3 separate regions of the Mus musculus genome follow, and all the other regions are linked to region 3. The links are chromatin contacts, called in public promoter capture Hi-C maps. All regions are on one chromosome and are shown on one strand. Each heading gives the region's core, a stretch centred on a gene start, on an enhancer-like site or on the middle of the called end of the contact. The rest is flanking DNA. Distances are from core to core; before and after follow the strand shown.

Region 1 (2,814 bases), core at 231-2,730, 160 kb after region 3:
CCCTCCCTCCCTCCCTCCCTCCCTTCCTTCCTTCCTTCCTTCCTCTCTTTCTTTCTTTCCTTCCTTCCTCTCTTTCTTTCTTTGAGACAGGGTTTCTCTGTGTAGCCCTGGCTGTCCTGGAACTCACTCTGTAGACCAGTCTGGCCTTGAACTCACAGAGATCCACCCGCCTCTGCCTCCCAATTGCTAAGATTAAATAAAGGCTTGCAGAACCACTCTCCAGCTTATATAAACTCTAACCCTAATATTAATAATACAATGGCTAACCCTACCCCACCTCTCTCTAATCATGATGTTTGACGATTTAGTAGTCTTCAGTGGACACAAATTTGTCACCATCAGAAACGGACCCTTGTTTCTGTTTTTGCTGTTGTGAGACATGGGAGCTTCCTGTGTGGAGGTCTTGGAACTCCCCAGTGTTGGAATTGTTAAGTGTTCATCAGCACCCCAGGTCTCAGAGCTGGGCTTCAGGCTTTACAGCTATAAATAGCTATTTCTTATTTGAATAAACCAGCTCTGATCAGACAGCATTTGCTCTGTATGTACTATAAATACTGCTTAGGGTGGTAGTGAAGTTACAGGGCAACCGAGAGAAATTTGTCAGTAAGTTAGGAAAAAAAAAAAAGAAAGAAAGAAGAAAAAAAAAGCCTCTTCATTTTTTTTTTTTTTTTTTTTTAGGCTGGGCATGACAGCCCACACCTTTTTTTTTTTTTTTTTTAAGATTTATTTATTTATTATATGTAAGTACACTGTAGCTGTCTTCAGACACTCCAGAAGAAGGAGTCAGATCTTGTTACGGATGGTTGTGAGCCACCATGTAGTTGCTGGGATTTGAACTCCAGACCTTCGAAAGAGCAGTCGGGTGCTCTTACTCACTGAGCCATCTCACCAGCCCCAAGCCTCTTCATTTAAACGCACCTTAGAATTACAAAATCATTTGTTTTTCTCATTTCATTGTTGTTGTTTTGAGACGGGACTTCACGCTGAACTCCAGGCTGACTTCAACTCACCATGTAGGCTAACCTTGAATTCAAAATATTCTTGCCTCAGCCTCTACGATAGGCTCCACTTTATTTTTGACCTTAAAATTTAGCCGCAGTTTTGACATAGCAGACCAATAGGGTAAAAAATAAAATTACTAATTTCCTTCATGAACTTTCAAGTATTAACCAGAAATTCAGTCACCAGATTTTAGAACAAAAGAGATACTACAGCTTGCGTAGGACAGTCAGCGGTGCGAGGGGTAGAACGAGACCAGGTTGCTCAGCCCACCTGCCTCAGGATTGGCTAAGGCTCCGCAGGCCCCGCCCCTGTCTGGCGTTTCCTTGCACTCGGGCGGGAGCGTCCAGAGAAGTGAGAGGGTGGAGCAAGGCAAGGAGGCCCACCCCCATCTGTCTCAGGATTGGTTGATACCTAGTGGGCCCCGCCCCCTAGGGCGAGGCTTGGGCTGCGGTCGGGAGGCGCGTGGGACGGGCGGGGCAGTCTGTGGCTCTTGCAGTGCCTGTGGCTGGGTCTGTTCGCTGGACGCCGGCCAGGGATGCTTCCGCCGGACCGCTGTGTGGGTCTTGGGTTGTGGCGGAGGGATGGCGAATGTGCAGGTGGCCGTGAGGGTCCGGCCTCTCAGCAAGCGGTGAGTCTGTCAGGAGGGGGCGCCTGAGGGGTCAAGTGAGCTGAGAGGAGTGCGAGGTCCCTGCCTTCCTCAGGGTGGACTGGCGTGGAGAAAAAAAAAAAATCAGACACAGATTGTCATGGAGGCTCAGGGTCCAGAAGGCCTGGAGGGACAGGGCTTCGCGTCCTAGGAGATAGCAGTTCTTGTGTGGCTCCAGGAGTCGCTGCCCTGTGTGCATGTCCTTGGTGACCTGCCAACTAGTTTCTAGGGACCCTGGCTTGGGTCTTGGTGCACGTAGTAGGGCCTTTCTCACGGAGCATGACGTGAGGAAGTACAAAAGGATGGGCAGACTCCACTACTTTTGGTGTTCTGGGAGTACCCAAGTGAGGACTGGAGGCTGTTGTGTCCGTATATACACATGGGATTGCTCCAAGAGGACATAGGAAAAAGAATTATCAGGATATGGAAGGAAAATAAAGGCCCAGAGAAAGTACACTCTCAACCTGTGCTCAGTAGTTGGTGTGATTTAAAGACTGAACTGTGACATAGGGGAAGTTTCTCCAGACATCTCTTCTTGGTGTCCTCCATGCTAGCTAGTTCCTTGTGTAGGAGCCTGATTCTGCACCCCTCAGCCCTTGAGGCATCCAGTGTGAAGCTGCACACTTCATCCTCTTTTCCTCTCACTTGGGAAGTCAGAGAATGCTTTGCACAAAAGTTGGTGTCAAAGAGCTGTTGTGAATGATCTTTGAGTTTTCTGACAAGTAAGGAGAAGAAGTGCAGAGTCCTCCAAGAACAGGAAGAAAGAGCAAATCTCTGCTCTTAGGGTGTAGATGGAAGCCTTGGACACCTGCTTGGGTTGAAGCGGAAGAGTGATGGGTGATAAAACTGGCAGAGTGTGGGTCTAGACCAGATGACATGTATTGGAATTAGCAGGTTTTTTTTAACTGTCCAGTACACAAGATACCTTGGTAAATGGGAACAGAGGTCAAAAAGGGCATTGTCTCCTATGACGAAAATGGTTCTGTATGGGTTAGGTTTGTCCTTTTAGAGGCCATCTGCTTTTAAAAGTTTAGACCGAATGAGAGCAGTGAGATAGGAGGAACACAAAAGAGTGTACCCCAAATTGCTGTGTTTTGATTGGTAAATGACTTTTTAAACATCTGGCTTTATATCACTGCCTGTGGTGACTCAGGGCTGGGGGCCTC
Region 2 (2,995 bases), core at 234-2,733, 160 kb before region 3:
TCAGGCAATAGAACTCTGTACCATGTGTGGGTACTGCCAAAGCTCCTGGAAAGCAGGCATTGATGTGTGGCAACGGGGCCTAACACACCCTCAGAAAGCCTCCTAGAGTCAGGAGGAGGCTGAAGTCTGCCCAACTCACCCCTCCAGTGTGCCTGCATGCCTCTATACCCCACACCACACCAAGGTACCCTCCCTCCAATGATTAACACCACCCTACCACCCTACTCCAAGAGAGCACACACACACACACACACACACACACACACACACACACACACACACACACACAGACACAGAGAGAGAGAGAGAGAGAGAGAGAGAGAGAGAGAGAGAGAGAGAGAGAGAGCAAAGCAAGGATTACTCACACTTATCTGTGTGCTGGATGTTTCTGGCCCTCAGCACCTTCACTTGAAGGTCGTAGTATGGGTGGGTTTCCTGCTGAAACAACAGAACCCTAGGAACTCAGTTCCAGGAAGCTAGGGTTGGCCTGATCTCCTCTCTCAAGTGTTTTCTGGCTTGAGTTTCTACTCTGTCTTACCATAGAACTTGCCTGGCCCAGGTCACTAATGCTCCTATGCCAGGAGCTCTGGGAAGCTTTTGCAAGGCGCAGGGTGCTGGGTGGTCAGGATTGGTGAGGGGCCTGGAATCTGGGGACCAGCTCAACTCTTAGTGTTCCCATGAGCAGCTAAGCTAGGTACGCTTTATAATGGTCAGCCTGCAGCTGCCCTCTAGACGTGACCTGGGCACTAGGATAATGTATTTAAGAAGGTCAAACACTAAAAGAGAAAGCCAGAACCCACTGCACCCACCAGCTTCCATGCAGGGGCTGAAAGACCAACCAGAGGCAGGAATGGGCAAGGGGAGGGGAAGCCAAGTCTCCTAGCTTGTTCTGGTCTGATAAGTCACTAGATTGAAGACTGAGCTCAAAACAAAACAAAACAAAAATGATGATGCCAGATTGCAGCCTTCTGGGTGTTAATCTACCCCCTGAAAACCCAACAAACCCTTCTCCCTTCTCTCCACAATGGTTATACAGCTAGACTAGTGCATTCCTGGCAAACCAACCACAGGCAATGGTCTCAGGCCGCCATCATTTCTTTTTGGAGGCCTTGGCCTGTCTCTCTAGTTTGAGCTTTTCCAGGTTGTCTGTGGTATGTTCCACCCTAAATCAAACCCCAGTGCAATGGCTGGCTTAGTCCCCACGGGGTGCCAGCCATCTCCCAGGACTCCAGCCAGCTTTTCCCAAGTGAGATCAGTACATTACCCGCCTATGCTTCCATTGTGGTTCGCTCTTTTCTGTCTTCCGTAGCAGTATGGCTCCAAGAAGGGGAAGTCCCTTGCCTGCCAGCCACTTTGGCTGGAGAGTCCAGGGCATGGCCAGCAGTAGCAGCTCAGGTCCCAGTAGGGAGCTTGCCTGTTTCCCAGAGCCACCCTTTCTCTGGCTATATTCACTGTCGCTCAGGTCTGACAAGTAGCACAGGAGTGGGAAGGGTGGAGCCACTGCTAGGCTGAGGCACCGGGGCTGGAGGAGGGGTTTGAAGTGCTCCAGGAGGGGTTTGAAGTGCTCCAGGAAATGAGTGGAGCCTGCTTTCCCTAGGCAATAGGCAAGTTGCTCCCTTTCCAAGAGACTCTTGGGGTCCTGCTTAGCTCTCTGGTCTCCAACTCAGGCCCTGCTTAGCTGAACTAGTTGTGAAAAACAGACACCACTCCCATCCCTTGCCATGTATGGGTAGGGCAAGAGCCCAGATATTCTTGTTTCCAACTAGTCTGCCATTAGCAGAAGTCAGGAGGTACTATAATCAGGGCTAACCTCATCTAGCTGCCAGAAAGCCCCACACCATCTCTCCTTCAAGTCCCACTTTCTCCACAGCTCTTAAGCAGAAACAGAAATCTCTGGCTCGGGTTTTTATGGGGAATCACTGACATTTATTGTCTCTTTTGGCCTCCCTCAGTTATTTCCTTAACACAAAGGTCATGGTATGTCTGTACCAAAGCCACCCACACCCTGAAAAGATTCATTTCATGACTCCTTTCCTGGGTTGGTAGAAGTGCCTGGTGCTTCAGGCATAGAGGCGGGGGCATGGCCAGGTATTGTAAATAAGGACAGAAGAGAGGCAGGCCTCTCTATCCTTAAACTGCCAGAGATAAAGGCTTTAAAGTGTCCATGACCATTTTGAGGCTCCGGCTGCAACCGCATGTCATGTCCTTTCCTGTGGACCACAGTCATCTAGGTGGCGAGGCAGGGACAGTGGCTAGCAAAAGTTCCTAGGAGACTCTTTTCATCTCTTTAACCATAACCCTTTCATATAGCTAAGGGTAGTGGTACACAGAACCCCAGGACAGGCAGGAGGCTCACTTGAACTCAGCATCGTGAGACCAGTTTAAGGTACCAGATAAGACCCCCATCTCGACCAGGTAATCTCTACTGCCTTCCCTCCCTCACACATCCACAGCTGGAGGCTGCAATGACATCCACAAAGGTGAATTAACTCCCAAACGAACAGGCCATGCTCAGACCAGAAATTCCAGAACCAGAGGTGACGTAACTGTGGTGACCTGCTTCACCTCAGATAGATTGTAAAAGAGATCTGACTCAGAGATGGCTAAGCCCAGCCCCCTTGCTGAACATGGATAGTTCAGCACCTGGATCCCAGGCTGAAGCTGGGGCTTTGGGTAAGGAGGGGCAGAGTTCTAGCTGGCTGAGTGCTTTTGGGCTTAAACCATATTCTCTGCTCGGAAGCCATCTCCCCATGCCTCAACAGACATGCCTCAACTCAAGTTCTGGATGCTTTTCACTGGCAGAAGATCTTCAGGACAGCCACAGACAGACAGCTAGGGTATCACAGAGGGACCAAACTGGCATTTTAGAACCAGGAAAAGTGAGCCAACTTTACTTTTCAAACAGAGTCCCTCCCTCTTACCAATTCCACATCTTCACAGGAGTCTTCTGGCCATAGTGAGCTTCAGGAGGCACAAAGCAATGGTGTATTAGATT
Region 3 (2,976 bases), core at 455-2,954:
CGTGGGTACCTGCCTACTACTACCGAGGGGGCTTCCTAGCTACTGAGGAAGCTGAGGCAGGAGGGCTGCTGACACTCTCAAGTTTGAGGCCAACCTGGGCAATATGAGGATCTTGTCACTTAAATACAAACAAAAACAAGTTAACAACAACAAAATACAGGGTGCTTTTTTTTTTTTTTTTTTTGGTTTTTGGTTTTTGGTTTTTTGAGACAAGGTTTCTCTGTGTAGTCCTGGCAGTCCTGGAACTCACTTTGTAGACCAGGCTGGCCTCAAACTCAGAAATCTGCCTGCCTCTGCCTCCCAAGTGCTGGGATCAAAGGTGTGCGCCACCACTGCCCAGCCTGAGTGCTTTTCTTAAAGGAGGCAAACATGATTGTTTTCTAAAGGGAAAAAGGAAAGAAAAGGATCAGCTGGTTGATATATAACAAGAGTGAAAGGTAGACTGCACTGGAATTGGACTAGGGAAAGCCTGAGGTGCATGCACACACACACACACACACACACACACACACACTGCTCCTGCCATTCTCTATGGCCTAACAGCCACTGAAGCTGTGAAATACTTGAGACCAGTAACCTTTTGGGAAAGGGCAGACTTGCTCTGCATCCTGTCTTGAAGTGGCAGTGCTGAGCCAGCTTGCCAGTGTTAGAAAGCTCTGGAATGGAGAAAAACAAAGTGAGAGAAAATGCCCAGGCTTCACTGAGCTCTGGAGTGGGGGAGACAGAGGAGGAGACCCTGCCACTGAGAGGCTGTGGGTTGAAGACCTGTGTGAGTCTCCATGGATGCCCCAGGACCTCTCACACTTGGGAAGCATCCTGGCCACTCCACAGTGCCACTCAGTACAGCATGAAAACTGCTATTAAACACTCCATGTAAGTCCAGGAGCAAAATGTTGAAGAACAACTGTCAAAGGTCTGAGGTAGTTGGCTTTCCTCCTGACATGAAGAGTCAGAAGGGCAAAGGAGTTCTCCTTCCACACACACATGCTGTAATTTCCATATTGGAAAGCTTTTCATGTCTAGCGGGAAGTCATCTGGTTACAACCCAGACAACAGTAAAGGTATCCAGTGGTGTCCTCTGTTCCTCGGTTGTCACCCTATCTCTGGTTGCTTTATCAGATAGTCACAAAACGCTTGGGCAGGGGTTTATCCAGCTCAGGCCATTAGAGTCCTCAACTGCACAGCCAAGCCTCATTATCTAGATTCTATACTTGTTATTCTCCTACTTAAATTCATTGGTAACTTCCAAATCAATGCTGTGCTTCTGTGAATATTTGTGGACTTGCTCAGGACTCTGAAAACCTCAAGTCACCAGACATACTGGTTCCCAGCTGAGATCAAACAGTAGCCAACACATCTGCATCCTTAAGGAAGGGCTTTCTCCTGATTCCAGGAGGCCTCTGGGCTCTTCTGGGGCTCCACAGCCTCTAAAGTGAAGTCTATAATGGAGATGTCTTCCCAGCCTGGGGTCACTTAGTCAGTACTACTCAATTCTAAAATGAAGAAACACTAGGCTATATCAAAACAACAATTGTCCCCACATCATTGTGAGCAGATTTAGAGACAGCTGGACTCCAGGAGAACCTAGTCTACATAGAGGGACACCCAGCCCCAGACTACAAGCTTAACCACATAGCTTATTTCCCAGTGAAATTACCTTCCCAATGAAAGTGGGTTAGCAGGAGGTCTCTGCTTCCGATCTGTTATAGAATGTCTGCTGCCTTCTGTCAGACAGTTGAAAGGGAAGTTGGGTACCACACTAGCCACAAGAAGGAAGAACTAGGCCACAGTACACAGTAGTTTGAGACAGGATTTGAACAAGCAGACCTGGTGGGAAGCCTGGTCTGCTGCTAGCAGCAAGTCAGGAAAACGATCCAAGTTTCACTTTGCTTTTCCATAAAGGAGCTAAATGTACTCTCTGCTTAGCACGATACTGTGTGATGTCCCTAAAGTCCTAGCTCAGTGGTTCTCCACCTTCCTAATGCTTTGACCCAGTTCCTCATGTTGTGATGACCCCCAACCACACAATTATTCCCATTGCTACTCCATAACTGTAATTTTGCTACTGTTATGAATCATAATGATATCTGATATTTCCGATGGTTTAGGTGATCCCAAAGGGGTCTCACCCCACAAACTGAGAACCATTGTCTTAGATGCCTACAGTAAGGCAGTAATAGCCATTAACAAGAAAGCCCAGGACACAGGTTTTGAAACAAGGGGAACCAGAACTGTGCCCACCACTAAACCACGTGACTGACTACTCCTGGGTCTCAGCTTCCTCATCTGTAAAAAGCAAATGAAAACGCCAGCTTTCACTGAGTTCTGGAAGGATAAAACAGGATACTGCATCCAACATGTGCACACGTGCACACATGCACACACGCGCGCGCGCACACACACACACACACACACACACACACACACACGTAGCACAGTCAGTAAGTGGTGCTGGTGGTAACTGAAATGCTAATACTAACTTAGATGCTTGTTCTGGCTGCAGAGAATCACAGTAGCACCAAACCATCAACCCAGGACAGCAGAGGGTAGGGGAGGCTGCAACTGTTTTGGTGAAAGTGAAGGTTCTAGAAATAACAGTTAGGATTGCCTCAGCTCCTCCTGAGGGTCATGACAGGGACAGAGCTCCAGGGACCACAGTGAATACGTTGACATGACTTGGCAGGATAATGTAGAAAATGAGAAAGGCAGGGACAGAAATGACCAAGAAACCATGAAAAGATGCATTTGCCTTATAAAAAAGCCACAAATGCTTTCTGCACATTTGTATCGTTCTTTTTTAAATTACTATTTTATCCCTCCTCCTCTTCCTCTTCCTCTTCCTCCTCCTCCTCCTCCTCTTCCTCCTCCTTCTCCTCCTTCTCCTCCTTCTCCCGACTTTGAGATAGGCTGGCCTGGAACACACAGGTTTGCCTGCTTCTGCTTTCTGAGTGCTGGGGTTAAAGGTGTGAGCTATCA

The links. Promoter capture Hi-C pulls out the DNA fragments that hold promoters and counts their contacts. Capture Hi-C pulls out chosen DNA fragments and counts their contacts.
Region 1: a promoter capture Hi-C map of liver shows a contact between it and region 3, with 6 times the contacts expected there. The contact joins the promoter of Stard9 here to the promoter of 4931402G19Rik in region 3. A contact is called at or near these places in 20 of 39 promoter capture datasets (the 3T3-L1 cell line, 3T3-L1-derived adipocytes, the C10 cell line and 14 more), 1 of 15 datasets of contacts at CTCF or cohesin (embryonic stem cells), 47 of 484 Hi-C or Micro-C datasets (8-cell embryo, the BV-2 cell line, CD4 T cells and 20 more), 14 of 115 datasets of contacts at active chromatin or transcription factors (CD8 T cells, the HPC-7 cell line, Th17 cells and 4 more) and 5 of 9 other capture datasets (adipose tissue, embryonic stem cells, liver and 2 more).
Region 2: a contact with region 3 is called in a promoter capture Hi-C map of adipose tissue. The contact joins the promoter of Pla2g4f here to the promoter of 4931402G19Rik in region 3. A contact is called at or near these places in 2 of 39 promoter capture datasets (liver and macrophages), 1 of 484 Hi-C or Micro-C datasets (nephron progenitors), 1 of 115 datasets of contacts at active chromatin or transcription factors (embryonic stem cells) and 3 of 9 other capture datasets (adipose tissue, embryonic stem cells and pancreatic islet).

Annotation. Positions count from the first base shown.
Region 1 is chr2:120,627,641-120,630,454 of GRCm38.p6, forward strand. Stard9 (START domain containing 9) reads left to right here and starts at 1,481. Exons shown (of 33, transcript NM_001370940.1): 1 at 1,481-1,630. The coding sequence starts at 1,584.
Region 2 is chr2:120,312,682-120,315,676 of GRCm38.p6, forward strand. It overlaps Pla2g4f (phospholipase A2, group IVF), which reads right to left and starts at 1,484. Exons shown (of 20, transcript NM_001363073.1): 1 at 1,265-1,484; 2 at 366-438. The coding sequence starts at 1,375.
Region 3 is chr2:120,467,663-120,470,638 of GRCm38.p6, forward strand. It overlaps 4931402G19Rik (RIKEN cDNA 4931402G19 gene), which reads right to left and starts at 1,705. Exons shown (of 5, transcript NR_040608.1): 1 at 1,658-1,705. The region is part of intron 1 of Capn3 (calpain 3); the gene reads left to right.